3 separate regions of the Mus musculus genome follow, and regions 1 and 2 are each linked to region 3. Evidence: chromatin contacts called from public HiChIP or PLAC-seq and promoter capture Hi-C data. All regions are on one chromosome and are shown on one strand. Each heading gives the region's core, a stretch centred on a gene start, on an enhancer-like site or on the middle of the called end of the contact. The rest is flanking DNA. Distances are from core to core; before and after follow the strand shown.

Evidence for each region. Promoter capture Hi-C pulls out the DNA fragments that hold promoters and counts their contacts. HiChIP or PLAC-seq counts read pairs in DNA pulled down with a chosen protein or histone mark.
Region 1: a promoter capture Hi-C map of hippocampal neurons shows a contact between it and region 3, with 2.4 times the contacts expected there. The contact joins the enhancer-like site here to the promoter of Fam189a1 in region 3. A contact is called at or near these places in 3 of 39 promoter capture datasets (the C10 cell line and hippocampal neurons), 4 of 484 Hi-C or Micro-C datasets (cortical neurons, nephron progenitors and stem cell-derived neural progenitor cells) and 2 of 115 datasets of contacts at active chromatin or transcription factors (embryonic forebrain and large pre-B cells).
Region 2: a contact with region 3 is called in an H3K4me3 HiChIP or PLAC-seq map of forebrain, with 3 times the contacts expected there. The contact joins the enhancer-like site here to the promoter of Fam189a1 in region 3. A contact is called at or near these places in 11 of 39 promoter capture datasets (3T3-L1-derived adipocytes, the C10 cell line, the HPC-7 cell line and 5 more), 8 of 484 Hi-C or Micro-C datasets (cerebellum, cerebral cortex, embryonic stem cells and 4 more), 4 of 115 datasets of contacts at active chromatin or transcription factors (embryonic forebrain, embryonic stem cells, forebrain and 1 more) and 1 of 9 other capture datasets (adipose tissue).

The regions. Positions count from the first base shown.
Region 1 is chr7:65,016,556-65,019,547 of GRCm38.p6, reverse strand. The region is part of intron 1 of Fam189a1 (family with sequence similarity 189, member A1); the gene reads left to right. Among named protein-coding and RNA genes, the nearest start is that of Gm32963, 29 kb to the left of the region's middle. Within about 2 kb of position 1,272, at least 12 of the 459 cell types and tissues checked have an H3K27ac peak or open chromatin away from gene starts, as enhancers often do. A contact at or near this core is called in cortical neurons and hippocampal neurons, where this site is marked.
Region 2 is chr7:64,929,583-64,932,904 of GRCm38.p6, reverse strand. The region is part of intron 2 of Fam189a1 (family with sequence similarity 189, member A1); the gene reads left to right. Among named protein-coding and RNA genes, the nearest start is that of Nsmce3, 58 kb to the right of the region's middle. Within about 2 kb of position 1,749, at least 10 of the 459 cell types and tissues checked have an H3K27ac peak or open chromatin away from gene starts, as enhancers often do. A contact at or near this core is called in forebrain, where this site is marked.
Region 3 is chr7:65,154,661-65,157,825 of GRCm38.p6, reverse strand. It overlaps Fam189a1 (family with sequence similarity 189, member A1), which reads left to right and starts at 1,298. Exons shown (of 10, transcript NM_183087.4): 1 at 1,298-1,721. The coding sequence starts at 1,503.

The DNA of each region.
Region 1 (2,992 bases), core at 23-2,522, 140 kb after region 3:
TTGAATTGTATCCCCTGGGGATCTGCTGGCTCAGTGGGGGCTCTGGCTCACTGCTGCTACTCCACATCTTAAGAATTCATTATACTACCTATCTTTAGTCCAAGAAAAGACAAAGTTCATAACCCAGTATGGTTTCTACTGAGTACTTAATCAAGTCTGCACTGTCATTCAGAAGAGAATAATTAAGTGGAACCATTTGAAGTCAGGGTAAGCTGTATTAGATTGTGGTTACTCACTATGTGGAAAGGAAAATGTAGCTTAAAGGTTGAGTTAACTAAGGTTGGTTGTGGTGTATCCTACTGAATTCAGTTCACTCCTGTCCGTGATTCTGGATATGGCATACAGTCTCAGCCCTAAGTGCCGACTCTGGGTCCAGTGTGCTGGCTCAGGTGGATAGCTTGGGTTCTGGTAAGAACCTTGGGCATGATTGACACATCATGCTGGGAGAATATGATGAGAACATAGACGACAACCAATGATTAACCTTGGGTTCCCCATTGGAGACTGATGCCCAGGAATGTGTCAGAAGCCAAAAATGGACCACAGTGGAACTGGCCAATTCTAAGCTTTCATGATTAGTTAAAGATCCCTGATAGCAGTTAGGAGAAGCCACAGCTGACACCAGGAAGTAGAAGTATGTGAACTGAGGCTGGTTCTGAGACAGCCCCTCCAGCTCCTGCATGTGTGTACTGCAGTGGTGTTCACAGCCCACCCTGGGTGCTATGTGAACACCAGCTCTCACACCCCTCCATAGCAGTGATGCCTGCTGGAACAAGTGACCAGATATGGGCTGAAGTGGCAAGTGAGAGAGAAGTTCGGGTGGGAAATAACTCACTTGTCCTAAGATATAACATGGTGCAAGAAGAGGCATTGGGGCATCTGTCCAGGCAAAAAACCCAGAGGTGATGCTCAGAAGGAGACTGAGACTGTGAGAAGGCATCAATGGAGAGGGTTGGTGAACAGCGGGCTGAAAAATAACAGAAAAATAAATGCAATGGTTCTGACCTGACTTGCGTGGGCAGGGAGGGCCTGGGATGTTGAACCCAATGGCTGTGCCCAGGACCAGACATGCAGCTTATTGTGGTGCCACGTGAACTGAAGTTGTACATAGAAATGTGCAGGCATTGCCTGGAGTGAACAGAAGTCTTTTAAGTTACAATTAGAGCCACTGCACAGAGAGAACATGTCAGGAATTTTGTGTTTAACGGCCTCACTCTGCCCGTCTGTTGGAAGGTAAGTGTGTTTCACAGTGATACTGCCTGCTACAGCCAGAGAGCCATTTTACAGCAACAAAGGGTGGAATCTCAGCCAATTTGTCATGGTTTTCCTGACTATCAAAATAGCCTGTTCGCACTGAAAGAAAATGCAAATGCATGGCAGGCTGTTATTATTACAGACTCTCTAATCAGAGTGGTCTTGTGTTCATTTCATTAATTTGAAGAATTGAAAAGGAGGCTTCCTACTCCCAGAACGAGAGGCAATTGGATTGATTTCCTCACGTCTGCCTCCCACTCCTGGCCTTTAAAAACTTGTTATCTAAAATTTTGTGTGTGTGGAAATAGGCTTATAAGATTTATTTTGCTTTTCAATTTACTCGTCGCATTCCCTCAAGTGGTTCTGTATACCCTGTACCTGTAGATGCCAGGGAGTATAAGATTCTAACCAAACGAGGGGGTTTACTGCTACTTAAGTCTAAAAATGATTTTTAAAATAAAGGTTCTATATGCTACATCCATTTAGATGTAGAGGGTCCCGAAAAAAGTAATTATTCTTGGAGTTGTTAGTTTTGTTTAAGACTTGCCTATAAAATGCACCTAGAGCCAGTTGTAAGATTTTATCATGAGAGAGTGATTCTCAGCAAGGTCACAGCTGTGAAAGGTGACATAGGTGGAGTCCACTAAAAGCAAGTTCATAAGGAACCTCTGTCATGCTTTGTTCTTTATTTACACAGTAGAGCTATATGGGTTGGGGCTTAGCGGGGAGGAGAATGTTCCAGTAGTTTAGGCATCTGGCACCAAGCCAGAAGGCGAGCTCTAACCCCTACCCCTGTTACTGCTCACGTGGCTTATTCAGGTTTCGTGACCTGTTCCAGATCTTTTGTTTATCATCTTCAGAATACTGAGTTGTTGTAATGGTTTGTCCTCCATCGCATCCTTGTGAGGATGGAGTGAGCAAGGAAACAGTTTGGTACACAGTGAGTACCAACAACCCATTAATACAATTAATACAACTTGGGACAGTTGTATTTTGGAGCAAGCAACAGAAGCCAGCTTCAGTAGACTTCTACAAAGGGGAGCTGCAGCTAGGCACTGGGGAGGGCGGAACTCTTGCAGGCAGGAAAGGACAACCCAGAGACCATGAGCATTTCCATTCAATACGTTGTTGTCTTCCCTTCACTTCCTTTACCATATCCAAGACTCAGCATGGTCGATGGCTCTTTGTGGGGAGGGGAGGATCTCCAGGAAAAGTTAAAGCTAATTAGATTGGGCTTGGTGGTACAATGATGCAGATTGGGCTTGGTGGTACAATGATGTAGATTGGGCTTGGTGGTACAGAGATGACTGATGCCACAGCTTCCACAGCTTTTTCTAGCTTCTCTTTGTACTCTCTCATCCTCTCTCCCATTCTGTTCTCCCTCCATCTGTCCATTCACTCACCCATCCATTTGCCCATCTACCTACCCAGCCACACATGTATCTGTATTCATTAGAATGCTGCTGTGGGCCAGGCCTTCTCTAGCTTCTGGAGATAGAGATGTAGATAGTACAGACTGGGTCTCTGCCTAGTGAGTACATATTCAAGATTAGGATATTGAGACATGAATTACAGACAAATACATTGTAAATAAGACTACATTGCCATAGAAGGCACTGGGCTCTGCTTTGGACTGAAAACTTCCTTGTGTTGATGACATTTGAACTGGCATTGAATATGTAGATACATCCAGGCATGGGAGAAGCTGCCTATCAATAGTAGAAATACTCAAGTTTCT
Region 2 (3,322 bases), core at 500-2,999, 230 kb after region 3:
TTCCCCTTCCCCTTCCCCTCCCCCTTCCCCTTTCCCTCCCCTTCCCCTCCCCCTTCCCCTTCCGTTCCCTTCCCCTTCCCCTTCCCCTTCCCTTCCCCTTCCCTTCCCTTTCCCTTCCCTTCCCCTTCCCCTTCCCTTCCCCTTCCCCTTCCGTTCCCTTCCCCTTCCCCTTCCCCTTCCCCTTCCCTTTCCCTTCCCTTCCCCTTCCCCTTCCCCTTCCCTTTCTTCTTTCCCTTCCCCCTCCCCTCCCCTCCTTCTCTCCCTTGTGCTCTCCTCTCCCCTCCTCCCTCCTTCTCCCTCCCCCTCCCTTCTTTCTCCCTCCCTCCCTCCTTCCCTCCCTTCCTCTCTTGACAGGATCTCACACTGTAATCCACACTGGCATGGGATTTGCTGTGTAGCCAGACCATTGTTGCTCCTCCTGCCTCAGCCTCCCAGAGCTGGGATTACAGATGTGAGCCACACACCAGGCTTTGCGTTGCCTGGTTTTTTTTGTTGTTGTTTTGTTTTTCTTGTTTGTTTGTTTTTTGTTTTTTCATCTGGTCCACCCCCCACCCCCCACCCCAGGGCAAGAAGAGGAGCCTAGCAACTCCCTGTGACCTTTGTGTGAGCCTAGCATTGGCATACATTAGACTAAGGCACATTTTCTGTTGGTTATTAGTAGTTTTATCCTAGCGAACCATAGATTATCATCACATTGACTGTGCAAATTGTTGACATATGTCATCTGTGCTTTAGTGCCACTGAGCCAGCGCTCCTCACCCAGGCCTAACAGAGGTGATGGCTGACAGTGTCAAAAGAACTTAGTGAAATGCAGTTTTGTTCTGGGGCAATACCATGTTCCTCTCCTTAGACACCCAACTATCCACCTCTACTGCCTCAGGTGGATTCATGCTGCATGACTGGCATTGGGCACCATGTAGTTTCTACTTCCCTGCTTTAAGATCTGGGTAGGCCACGCTACTAGCCACTGCCCTTGTTTCCTTGGATCTGTGGATAAAAGACACACACTCACATAGCTCATTTTTAACCTGCTTTAGAGCCATAAGGCAGCAATTGGGCTCTTCTAAGCCTCCCGTGGCTAGCATTCCCTTCTCTCTGGTACTCCTGGCTAAATACCTTAAATCTGCCCGCAACTTAGTTGTAGTGAAACCTGGACTTTTGTTCTATCAGGCACCAGTCCCCATCCCTGAGATCCCTGGGTTACCAGGAACTTGACATATGAATGCTCTATTTCTGGCTTAGGTAGTTCTGCCGCCATGAGAAGATGGCACGTGCACAGGTGAATAGCTTGTCTTAGCCCAGCTGCTCAGCTTGTCTTCTTGGTATGTTAGTACCATGCTGTCACTGATGGGCGTGGTATGCCAGCATTAATGCTGTACGTTCCTGTTCAGATGTCATCTGGGAAGCCTCTAGTTGTCTAGATTGTTCTTAGGGTGGTAAGATGCCCAACCTGCAGTGCTGGGTCTTCCCTGCGTGCTCAGAGGGCCTGTTTTTCAGAAGGCATATGCCAGCTGGTGATCAGCATGCCCGATGCAAACTGAGAAGCAACCCCTCTTTGGTGTGGCTAAAAACCACACGCTAACATTTTTTTCTTCCTACATCAAGCAAGCAAACGTTACATTAAGCCCATTCATTTGGACTGAAACTCATCTCCTCTGTGAATTAATTTGATTCAGGGATGAAATCAGGGCAGTTGACAGCTCACTGGCATGCTGTAGGTGTTGTGAAAATACAGTACTTGTGCTCAGCCCTGGGGATTGGAGCAGCCAGCATCCACTTATTTATAAAAGCAGCTTACAGGGAGGTAGAGTGGGACTGTGGGAGATATTTATGCTTTGTGATTGCTGTTTGGACTTCTAAAATAAACGTCATCTTCTAGAGCAGTTTCACATGTATGGGAAACTAGGGTGGCTGTCTAAAGTATGCCCTGGGTTTCCTCCACTGGTCACATCTTGGATTTGGGCAGTGCATTTATGAAAGTTAATAAGCCAGTGCTAATGCAGCATTATTAATTCAAGCCCACAGTTAACTCATAGTTCTTTAGTGTATGCCCAGATCTCATCCAGGATGCCGCGTTAGGGGTTGAATCTGGTATGACCCCACATCCCTCTACCCTCCTTCACCACCTCCCTTCTCTTCTTCTCCCAACCTCTCCCTTCCTCTCCCTTCCTTTCTGTCTCCCTCCCCCATCCCTCTCCCTCCTTATCCTTCTCCCTTTCTTCCCCCCTCTCACTTTCCTTCTCTCTCTCTCTCTCTCTCTCTCTCTCTCTCTCTCTCCCTCTCTCTCTCTCTCTCCTTTCACCTCCCACTCCCTCTCCTTTTCTCTCTCCCTTCTTCCTTGTCTCCTTCCTCCTCCCTTCCTTCTCCTGTCCCTCTCCCCTCCTCTCTCCTCTCCCTCTACTCCTTATCTCTCTCCTCCCCTTACCCCCTCCCCTTCCCCTCCTCAGTTTGATGTTTGGCTCCTGTATTCAATGGAGTTTGGAGGAAAAACTACAGGGGAAAACGCCATCCTCATCCCATAATTTCATGGGCTCACAGTGTCATGATGCACAGTAAAGTCTGGAGGTTGATCTTGCTCACATGGTGGACGGAATGGTACTAAGATATCTCTGGGAAAGGTTAACCTTCTTCTATTTGTGCTCTTTTACTCAATGTTTATTCAACATTGCTTTATATTGTTGAATTTATTTCCATTCAACTCCTGTGCCATGCTAATACAGTTCCAGCATTGCTAGGCTGTTGACCTTTGGTGTAGTGTGTGTGTGTGCGTGTGTGTGTGTGTGTGTGCGTGTGCGTGTTGGGAATTGAACCCAGGATCTCCCCTGTGCTAGGCAAATGTATTCCCAATCCATCTCATCATTTCTTTACTTTCTAGTATTAAAATACATCCTGGCTCATCTTGTTTCCCACCAAGCTCCTGAGCAAATCAGCTGTTTCCCCTAGGAGGCTCGGAGGCTCAGTTCTGGATTTCTTTTGTTGGAGAACACTGTTGAGAAACCTGGGTGCTGGCCTATGAGTATGTTTTGAGTTCTTTGCTTCTAGGTCTCCTCAGTTGACAAAATTAGAAAATGTATGTTCTTATCAACACTATATACTTTTTATTAGATATTTTCTTTATTTACATTTCAAATGTTATCCCCTTTCCTAGTTACCCCTCTGAAAACCCCCCATACCCTACCCTCTACCCCTGCTTACCAACCCACCCACTCCCGCTTCCTGGCCCTGCCATTCCCCTATACTGGGGCATAGAACCTTCACAGGACCAAGGGCCTCTCCTCCCTTGAGGAGACCAACTAGGCCATCCTCTGCTACATATGCAGCT
Region 3 (3,165 bases), core at 49-2,548:
GCAGTCGAGTATCACGCTTTGATATTGTTTCAAGCACTGACAAAAATGCTTCCTGAGAACTTCTAGATAGAAAATACCTCCAGGAAATTGGAATTTGTACTAGGGCGCTCTAAACACCTGGCCAGAGGCTTATTTCATTTTATAAAGAACTGGGAGAGACGACAGCAGTTGGCCACGGGCCAATATTTGGAGGTCATCCACTTTATCCTGGGATTCCCACCCTCTCTCTCTTCATCCCTTGGCCATCCAGTTAAATTGGAAAATAAATCCCATCCCTGGTAAGGTGTTGGCTGATAAAGGCTGAGCTATTGCCCCTTCAAGGGGAATTTGCATTTTAATAGGGGCTCGTCAAGCCCCAAAGGAATCAATATCTCTAACGCTGAAATTTCAAGCACCAGCAATTGAGATATTTTCGGGAGGACACTGTTCGGTATTTCCAATCCAATGGGGCGGGGGTTGAGGGGGAGGAGGCAGACAGGGATGGAGGACTCCATAAGTCCTGCCAAGAGGTCATGGAAGAATGACCTTTGAATTTCATCTTTTGCAACTTTCCTTTTCGGCCAGTCCTTCATACTTCCGACCCTGCAGACTCCATTCAACACTGATAGGCTTAAAGTTGTCCCATCAACAGGACCACAAAAGGCATTGGGACAACCGAATTTCCAGGTTTCCTTGCAATTTCAAGGAAGCCAATCATTAAATCTGGGGGCAAGAGGGAGTATAGGCTGTTTAATACAACCTCCATTTACATTTGCTCTTGTATACTGTTTTAAAGGCTAAACTTGGGACTTGTTTTATAAAACGCCCCGCAAAGGAGAAGTGGATAGAAGGCAGCTGCTTGCCCCAGGGGTGTCCTAGGTGGCTTCTAGGGTGATTCTGCACGAAGGCGGCTAGGCTTATTAACTGGAGGTCGCCACGCCTGGGGCTCAGCGCAGGAAATCGACATCCAAGCCCTTTCAGAGCCTCAGGTCCCACAACCCCGCTCCCACGCCTTGGCCAAAGGGTCCTCTCGGAGTCCTCTGTCCTTGCCGGTGTCCAGGCTCCGTCCGTCCTCTCCCCAGTATCCGACTCGGCCCAGGAGGAGGCACCAACGCGGAGGACACACCCGCGACCTCTCCTGCTCCCTGCCTTGTCCCCCCCTTCGGCTTCGGTTCCCTCCCGGGCCCCGGCGCACAGCGGCTAGGCTCGCTCCCGAAGCCCGCGGCGGCTCGCGCCCGGCACGGCGGCTCGCGCCCGCGCTCGGCCAGGGGAGCGCGCGGACGGGCGGGCGAGCGGGAGAGGGCGCAGCGCGGCCGGCGGGCCCTGCGCAGCGGCGGTGGCATGGGCGCGGGCACCGGTGCGGGCTGCGGGCGCCCGGCTCTCCGCCCGGCCCGAGCCGCTCGCGTCGGCCGCGCGCCGCAGCCTCTGCTGCTGCCCGCGGGGAGGCGGTCCCCGCAGCCAGCGCAACTTGCCCCGGCGCCTCGGTGAGAGGAGCGCAGCGCGGAGAGAGCTTGCGGGACGAGATGCCTCCGGCCGGCGGCCCCCGCACACCGCGTCCGCACGCGCTGCCCCGCAGCCTGTCCCGCCTGCGCGAGTGCCCGGGCCGTTCCCGCATCGTGCTGGCTCTCGGGGCCACGCAGATGGCGCTCGGATGCCTCATCGTGGCCGTGAGCTTCGCGGCGCTGGCTCTCACCACCTCCGCCCGCGTGCGCCACTCCTGCCCTTTCTGGGCCGGCTTCTCGGTGAGTGTCTGCGGCGGCGGCGCGGGCTGGGACCCGGAGCTGCAGTGGCGGGGGACGCGGCCGGCGCCGAGTGGGGGAGCGGACGCCCGGGTCTGGCAGCTGCGGCTCGGCTAGCAGTTTCCAAGTCCGGGCCGGGGAACTCCGGGGACCGCCGCGCGTCGCGCTGCCGCTCCAAAGCGTTGCGCCCGGAGTTACTTTTCTGAGGGGAAAACAGCCAGGCGCCCTCCCTTCGCCACCTGGTGGGTAGCAGTCGGTGGCTGGTGCCTGCCTGGGACAACTGCCCGGATCCCCACTCGCCGCCGATGACCGACCCGGGCAGCGGGCGACTGTGACCAAGGCGGCACGGGGGCGCCCGAGCCCGGTGCAGTACCCGCTGTGCACGGCTCCCTTCGCTGCGGTTCTCGCCGGGGGCGCGCAGGGCTGTGGGTCAGTCTGGAGAGGACCGACTGGTCCCCGCTCTGGCACCTCCCGGACGCAGGGACATCTTGTTTCCCCTTAAGCCCAGGACGGTCTGGCTGGACCTGCTGGAGATCCGGAGTCAGGAGCGTGCTATTTAAAATCCAGATTGATTTTCGGGTTCTTGACCCTCAAATGTTTCCTCCAGCAAACATTTATTAAAGAAGCCATTGGTTCGAGATGATTTTCTTTTCTTTTCTTTTCTTTTCTTTTCTTTTCTTTCTTTCTTTCTTTCTTTCTTTCTTTCTTTCTTTTTTTTTTTTTTTTGGTATTTTGTATTGTTTTGGTGAAAGTTGCTTATATTCTGTATTAATAAAGCATGGACATATGGGAATAGGGATAAATGTGGCACGGGTATTTATAACGATGGGCACTTGTTTCGAGAACTCTTGACATCTGTAACTACATTTGGTCAGTGGTGCACAAATACATTACAGTGAACCTTCTGCGTTTAAATTCCGCTTACGAAGACCCAAAACAAGCCTTGGCAATCAATGCTCGTCGTTTGTTCTTAACTTTTGTAATTAAAAAAAAAAAAAAAAAGTCCAGTCCTGCATGGCTTTTATTTATTTATTTAGTTTGGAATGGCCTTTGTTCTGGCAAGTTCCTTGTCTGGTTTAAAATGAGATCTTAGCCAAACTACCCTGGAAACAAGGATCGATACAGGTGTGGCTGTTCATCCAAATGGGGGTATTAATTTTCAAAGCTTATTTCAGACAGGGGTGGGGACTCATCTGGGAGAGCAGAATAGGAAGGCAGAACGTGTGGTCACAGCTCCCAGTGTTCAGATCGATGAGAGGAGGTGGGAGGCAGCCTCCAGGGAGCCGTGGTCCAAACCCGCCCCTATATATAGTCTCCACACATCTGTTGCTCGGTTTTTAGCATTACTTAATATGCGTTGTTTTCATGTCTGTCTAGTGGGTACTGAGTTTCAGCCTGCTGGAACCAGCCTACAGGTGGCAGGCTGGTGAATTAGCAAGGATTCCTG